2 separate regions of the Hordeum vulgare genome follow, and region 2 is linked to region 1. A link is a contact called in public Hi-C data. All regions are on one chromosome and are shown on one strand. The core of a region is the stretch at or near the end of the contact, and the rest is flanking DNA. Distances in the headings are between cores, read along the strand shown.

Region 1 (3,076 bases), core at 335-2,834:
TGCACTTCTCGTAACCAGAAAAATTGTTCTTGCTCACAGTGTTTTTCTTCAAGATGAAGTAGTCATCAAGGGACCTCACGCCATGGTAGAGACCATCGAAAACATTTTTCCACATTCGGAAGCGCCGGCAAAAATTGTCAGCGAGGAGGGCATCCGTGGCAAAATAGTCGTCCATCAACGTCAAATGGCCGCACACCCGATTGCGGTTGAGCACTCGATGGCTCTTGACCGATCTCTTTAAATTGAGAACTTGCTCCTCCACACGCTCCACATCTGCGAGCATCGACTGCATCATCACCGTCCTATCCATATAGTCTTCGTCGGGCGAGCCGTCAGACGACTCAATATATGCTTGTATATATACTCCATATATGCTTCAAATAAGTTGGGACAATTGTTTTTAGCTCAGACAATTAATGGAACATTTGCTGGGCAAGGTGAGCATGCGTAGGTGCGAACTGTATTTGCGTGACGGTCGAAGGAGAGTTGTGGAACGGCGGCAGAGGAGGAGCGACGTGAAGCTCGGGTGTATCGTTGGAGGTGACACACTCGTCAAGTTCACGCAGGGGTGTGACGTGACGACCGGGGAGGTGGAACGGCGACGAAGGCCAGAGATAAGAGAAAATGAAAGGATAAAGGCCAGGGTTCGAGAGGGCTTTTGGGTGGGCCTGAGATGTGAGAGTTCTATGTAACTGCTGTCCGGACTGACGCAAAGCCCCACTCCCCCTCCCGTTTTTCTCGTATTGTCGAAAAAATATATCTGAACCGCTCGAGGATCGACACAAGCACGTGTCGGATGGCTAAACACGTTTGTATCGTGCAGCCTGGACGGTTACGAATGGTTTGAGGACCGCTTTAAAGATGCTTAAAGGCTCGATCGGAACCAACCATAATTTAGCAAATATACGATGTCATGTAGTGTCAACGATTAAAAACTGCATTCGAAAAAGGTATATGTTTCCGTATTACCGCATCTTTTAACAATATACACACCGTAGCAGCATACTCAACAGAAATCACCCGTGCACTTTCACCCGTGTGAATTTTCCACCTACAAATTTCAAATTTGGGTACCTGCTTCAATCAAGTGTAGACTACTAATTAGCAGTCCCGCTGGATGCAAAATAAAATAAAATAGACCAGTTGACACCTGCAAAAAAGAAAAGAAAAAAAATACTATACTAATTAGCAGGATCTTTCAGATTGCCCAGAGAGCAACAGACTTAAATTTTGTTGAACAATCAGAGAGCAACAGAGTGATGAGCGCGATTATTGAGCCGTCGGGATCGACCGTATGATGCCACGCGAAGCTTCCTACAACCAAGAATGAATCATTTTCCTCTGTTATGATTAATTCGTCAGTGAGTGTGAGCTGCTAGCTGCACGGCTGTAACATGGCATGTTCGCCTACAGGGGGTGTACATACATGTCGATGTCGGCGACAACAGCGGAGTATATTGCAGGGGGGGGGGGGGGGGGGGGGGGGTGGGGGGGGGGGGGGGGGGGTCGATCTAAGCTGTCACACCCCGTATCCCTACGTGTGACCAGAGGCTCAGATCTGTTTGAATCCACGGACAGCCGTATCTCAAGGACGATGTACCAAGTAATACTATCCCTGGTACCGTTGCACGATCACCGACCTGTGAAGTGCCACTCGGGTGCGGGCCTGAGCTGCAACTGCAAGTGCCACGCTCTTTGACAGTCAATATATGTATATATACCGATTTTTTTTTCTTCATAACAAGCACTGTAAGCATCTTTGTAAACTCCTTTCAATTTATTCGCCTTTTGTCCGTTTGGATTGATGTGTCCGTCTTTTTTTGTAAATGGATCGGTCGTACGGCCAACGAACGAATTCAAATCTTGTCTTCACGCGTCCGATCGGCATCCATTTTTTATCACATATTATTTTTGTTTGAAATTTGCACGTTATTTTTTATTTCATCAAATGCATTAAATGCATCTTTTTACCAATTCTTTGTTACGAGTACAAGATAAAAAAACAAAAACCACATTAAACATTTTAAAAGATGTATAATCTTCATAACTGCTCCTAAAAATGAGCAAGTAAGCTACCAAAATTGCATCGAACCAGAGAGCAAAAGGCCGCACGAAAACCATACCCCATCATTTTTGCACTTGACGAACACCTAATTGTGTTGTTCGAACGTTCAAGAAACGCATGGGACAACCTGCAGCGGGTAGTCATTGCACTTTATGAACGATAATGGTGAGCGAGCAAGCCCGTGGGCCAGCGCCGAACCAGGGCGACGACCGGCTGTGGCTTTGTTGGCGGACCAATGACGATACAAATCCGAACGGCTAGAGACCAATTGAGCGTCTGCACGCGGCACCGAGGCATTGCTCGGACTAGGTGGACCGATAACCGGCCAATCCATGGCAAGCGCAGTCCGTCGCGGGCCGGATTCGCCAAATCCAACTGGCAGGACCGTCAAATCTCGGTGCCGCCGCCGCAGATCTATCACTCGGCCTTTCACACCGGCACGAATGAGGCACGCCGTCAATGGATGTGCTGCTCGGTGGAGGAGGGAGGGGACTAGAGAGGAAGTGGTCGGAAAAAATGGGCACCCGCGTAGGGTTTATGCACTTGTCGGTGGCGGGTGGAGAAAGGGATAAAAAAGAAGAGATTGTGCCGCCGATGGGCGGGCCCGGGGAGGAGCACCCGGATGAGGTGCGTGCCCGCCACGATGCAAATGCGGTCCAAATATAGGCCTAAAATGGATCACCAGAGGACAAAAAGTGAATGCCCGTTCGTTTGGGTCGCCACGTTAGGCCGTGTTTTCTATCTGTGGCAACTCAAACGGACGTGCGCGGACAAAATGAGTCGCCCGGTTGGAGTTGCTCTTACAATCTTGCTTAAGGCATTGGGTAAAAAGAAAGCATCCTCCATTCAAGTGGTAGTACATCTAATCGTAAAATCACAAGTGTTATTAGGGCATCTCCAATGCGTGTAATTCTTTCCCACATCCATGTGCGGATAAGGGACTAGGCCACGGAGACGTATGCGGGAGCTGAGCATCCACAACCATCCGTATACATTTCAATTCAGGTTTCA
Region 2 (2,973 bases), core at 44-2,543, 55 kb after region 1:
CTGTCCAAACCGATACATGTGTGCGCTGGATGATTTCCAAGGTCCGAACAACATGATCCGAAGGTATAAGGGCGGTTTGCAGGTCGCGCCGTTGGAGATGCCCTAAGAGCAACTCTACCAAACCCTCTATAAGTGTTCAAACCCTTACAATTTTCGCATTTTACATTTTGGGTCGAAAAAAGTGCCCAGAACAGATAGTGTAAAAGTGGTCCAACCCATAAAATTTTGAAGGGCAACGAAAATCCATACACGGGACCTTTATATTTGAAGGTTGGAAGGCCGAACCGAGGGGGCCCCGTATACCGGTCAAACCTCGTCGGAGCAAACACCCCGCCGCGTAGTTTACCGAAATCCGCACTAAACTTGCCGAAATTCATCACCGCACACCGAAAAAAGGCTGCTGGACACTGGAATCGATCGCCGCGGGTTCGAATGGGACGAGCTCGACCTTGTCGTGGCCTCCGTGACCTCAGCTTGTCTGTCGAAATCCTCTCGGCACGGGCGGTAAAGGGGCACGCCTCGACCGGCCTAGCTGACAATGGAGCAGGGTGCAGCCAGCGGGCGACACGGCGTGACCGACGTGGTGATGAGGCGCGGCCGACGGGGCTGAGCGCAGTCGGCTGGGGGAAGGAGCGGCGACGGCCGGACTGAAGGAAGGAGCTCGTTATCTCAATTTTACAGTTTGTTTTGAAGTATTTGTTAGGCCGTAGCTAAGATGACGTATTAAAATATATATTTTTAATTTTAATTTTACAGTTTGTGATTTTAAAGGGTCTACTAGAGATGCTTAACTGGGGTTGGGACGCAACTGGTAGACCTCTCCAATTTCCGCACTAGCAGTATATTTCTCTTTGCGGTTTTTTCATTTGGCGGGGATCGTAGCAGTAGCTGACACACCGCTCTCCTCACATAAGCTCCAACCCATCATTTTTTGTCAGATATATGTAGAAAAAGGGGATATCGCGTATATCTGTGGGGCACCCGGCAAATGATTGCCAGCGACGTAGGCTCTCCCGAGTCCGTCCGTCCGTCCGGCCGGCCGTTTCGTCGGAGGCGACAAGGACACGGCACGGCAGCCGGATGCACGCCCCACGGCCACGAAAGCGAGGCGGGCTTTGGACCCCTCCAGCATGGCGTGCTTGCTCCGGATGGAGAACCCCAAAACGAAATCTAACCTAACCTAACCTTAGCTAGCGCCAAGCCACCACATGGACAGCCATGGCCGTGGCGGTGCACTGCGCTTGCACTTGCATCCCGTCCCGGACACGCACAGATCCAGTACGCGTACGTACGTACGTAACCATAGTTCCCTCTCCCGGCACATCACGTGGCGGCATGCTTTATGCGCTTAATCAATCAGGGCCTAACCACTGCTAATACTTTTCCTCTCTGCCCCTCTGATTAATCGCTCCATCGGCCCACGATCTGAGAGAGAGAGAGATGCTGCTGCTGAGCGGGGCTGGGTCGCCTTGATGGCAGCACATGGCCACTGGCGCTGCCATGGTTTGGTCTCACTACTGGCTATGCTGGTGGGAAGAGAGTGGCAGGAAGATGCCAATTTCAGAATTATTTCTCGGGGACAGCGGAGATCGAGATGGATTGATATTTTAACCGTCATCGTGCGCGCTCTTTCTCCGCTCGCTCCACGGCTGGTCAAACCTCTGATAAACAACGCCCGTTAGCTCACCGTTCAATTAGCTCCGTAGCCACGCTAATTTTGTACTCTATGGAGTAGTAAGTAGGTTAGCTTTTCTGCAGCGTTAGCTGTGGGGCACCCTGTGAAATCACTCGGGGCCCCACGGATTCCCAAACACGCAACGCATTTCATGTGGTGACGAAACGGCAAAACCACTCTATCGTTGAGTGGCTCATGGGTTCTGGCTCTTGCGCGGCCGTTAGTTTTTTCTATCCATGGATTGAGCGTCGGATATTTTCCTCTTCTTCAACGCCTGTCTACACCTTCAGCAACTAGGGCTGAAACAGATTTTAAAAACACAGCGATATGATGATATCACGCAAGTGCCTACGTACTGTTTTAGTTGCAATAAATGCTCACCGCAACGGATTTTGTCTCGTCAAAAACATCTTCATCGACGTAACATGTTTTCCTCGTAGTCGCAAATTTCAAGAGGCTCCTCTTCGATGCACGTGTGGGTGCTATGTTTCCGTGAGCACGATTACACACCACAAGTCTCAATGTCTCATACGGCGGGCAGGGCACATGGTGCTCCATTTTATGCATTACATAATTTTCCAAAACACCAAGTTGCATGGAGCTCCATCATACCATTTCTAGTTAGGATAACTGATTTTATGCCCTAGCTGGGTCACACTCCGCAGGTTTATCCCTAGTTTTTAAAAACGAGTCGTTCAAACCATTTCGCTTCTCTTATGCTTTTTCCTTAAAAACTTCATACAAATTTCATACTAACTCAAAAAGATCAAATAAGATATCAAAATATTTAGAAAAACATCATCTATATGTGCATGCCATTTGCATTCTTGATAAAAATGTTGAAAAGTCCCCATTTGAGTTTGAGCTCTTATGATCTCAACACAAATAGTAAAATCTAAACCAAAATTCTAAAAATTCTAAAAAAAAAGTGGCAAACTTGGACCAATGTTTTATGTGCTTGTCAAATTTCATTAGGGAATGGCATTCATGGAAGTTGTGGCAAAAAAAATTGATGCTCTAAAAACATATCATTTTGGAGTGTTGATTTTGTTTTTTCACCATGACTTCCACGAATGATGTCATTCCCTAATGAACCTTGGCAAACAACTACAATATTGGTTTTAGTTTGCCACCAAAAAGTTTTAGAATTTTTAGAATTTTTGTTCATTCTTTTATATTTTACTATTCATGTTGAGATCATAAGAGCTCAAACCCACATGGGGGACTTTCCAACATTTCTTGTCATGAATATGACTGACATACACATATAGGTGATGTTTGTCCAACATTTTCATACC

Evidence for each region. A called contact is a pair of places that touch in the nucleus more often than the background predicts.
Region 2: a Hi-C map of seedling shows a contact between it and region 1, with 3 times the contacts expected there. The contact joins two enhancer-like sites. A contact is called at or near these places in 5 of 6 Hi-C or Micro-C datasets (leaf and seedling).

Annotation. Positions count from the first base shown.
Region 1 is chr5H:45,038,222-45,041,297 of MorexV3_pseudomolecules_assembly, forward strand. No RefSeq gene overlaps it. Among protein-coding and RNA genes, the nearest start is that of LOC123398403, 20 kb to the left of the region's middle. Within about 2 kb of position 1,585, at least 3 of the 3 cell types and tissues checked have open chromatin away from gene starts, as enhancers often do. A contact at or near this core is called in leaf and seedling, where this site is marked.
Region 2 is chr5H:45,093,093-45,096,065 of MorexV3_pseudomolecules_assembly, forward strand. No RefSeq gene overlaps it. Among protein-coding and RNA genes, the nearest start is that of LOC123398403, 75 kb to the left of the region's middle. Within about 2 kb of position 1,294, at least 3 of the 3 cell types and tissues checked have open chromatin away from gene starts, as enhancers often do. A contact at or near this core is called in leaf and seedling, where this site is marked.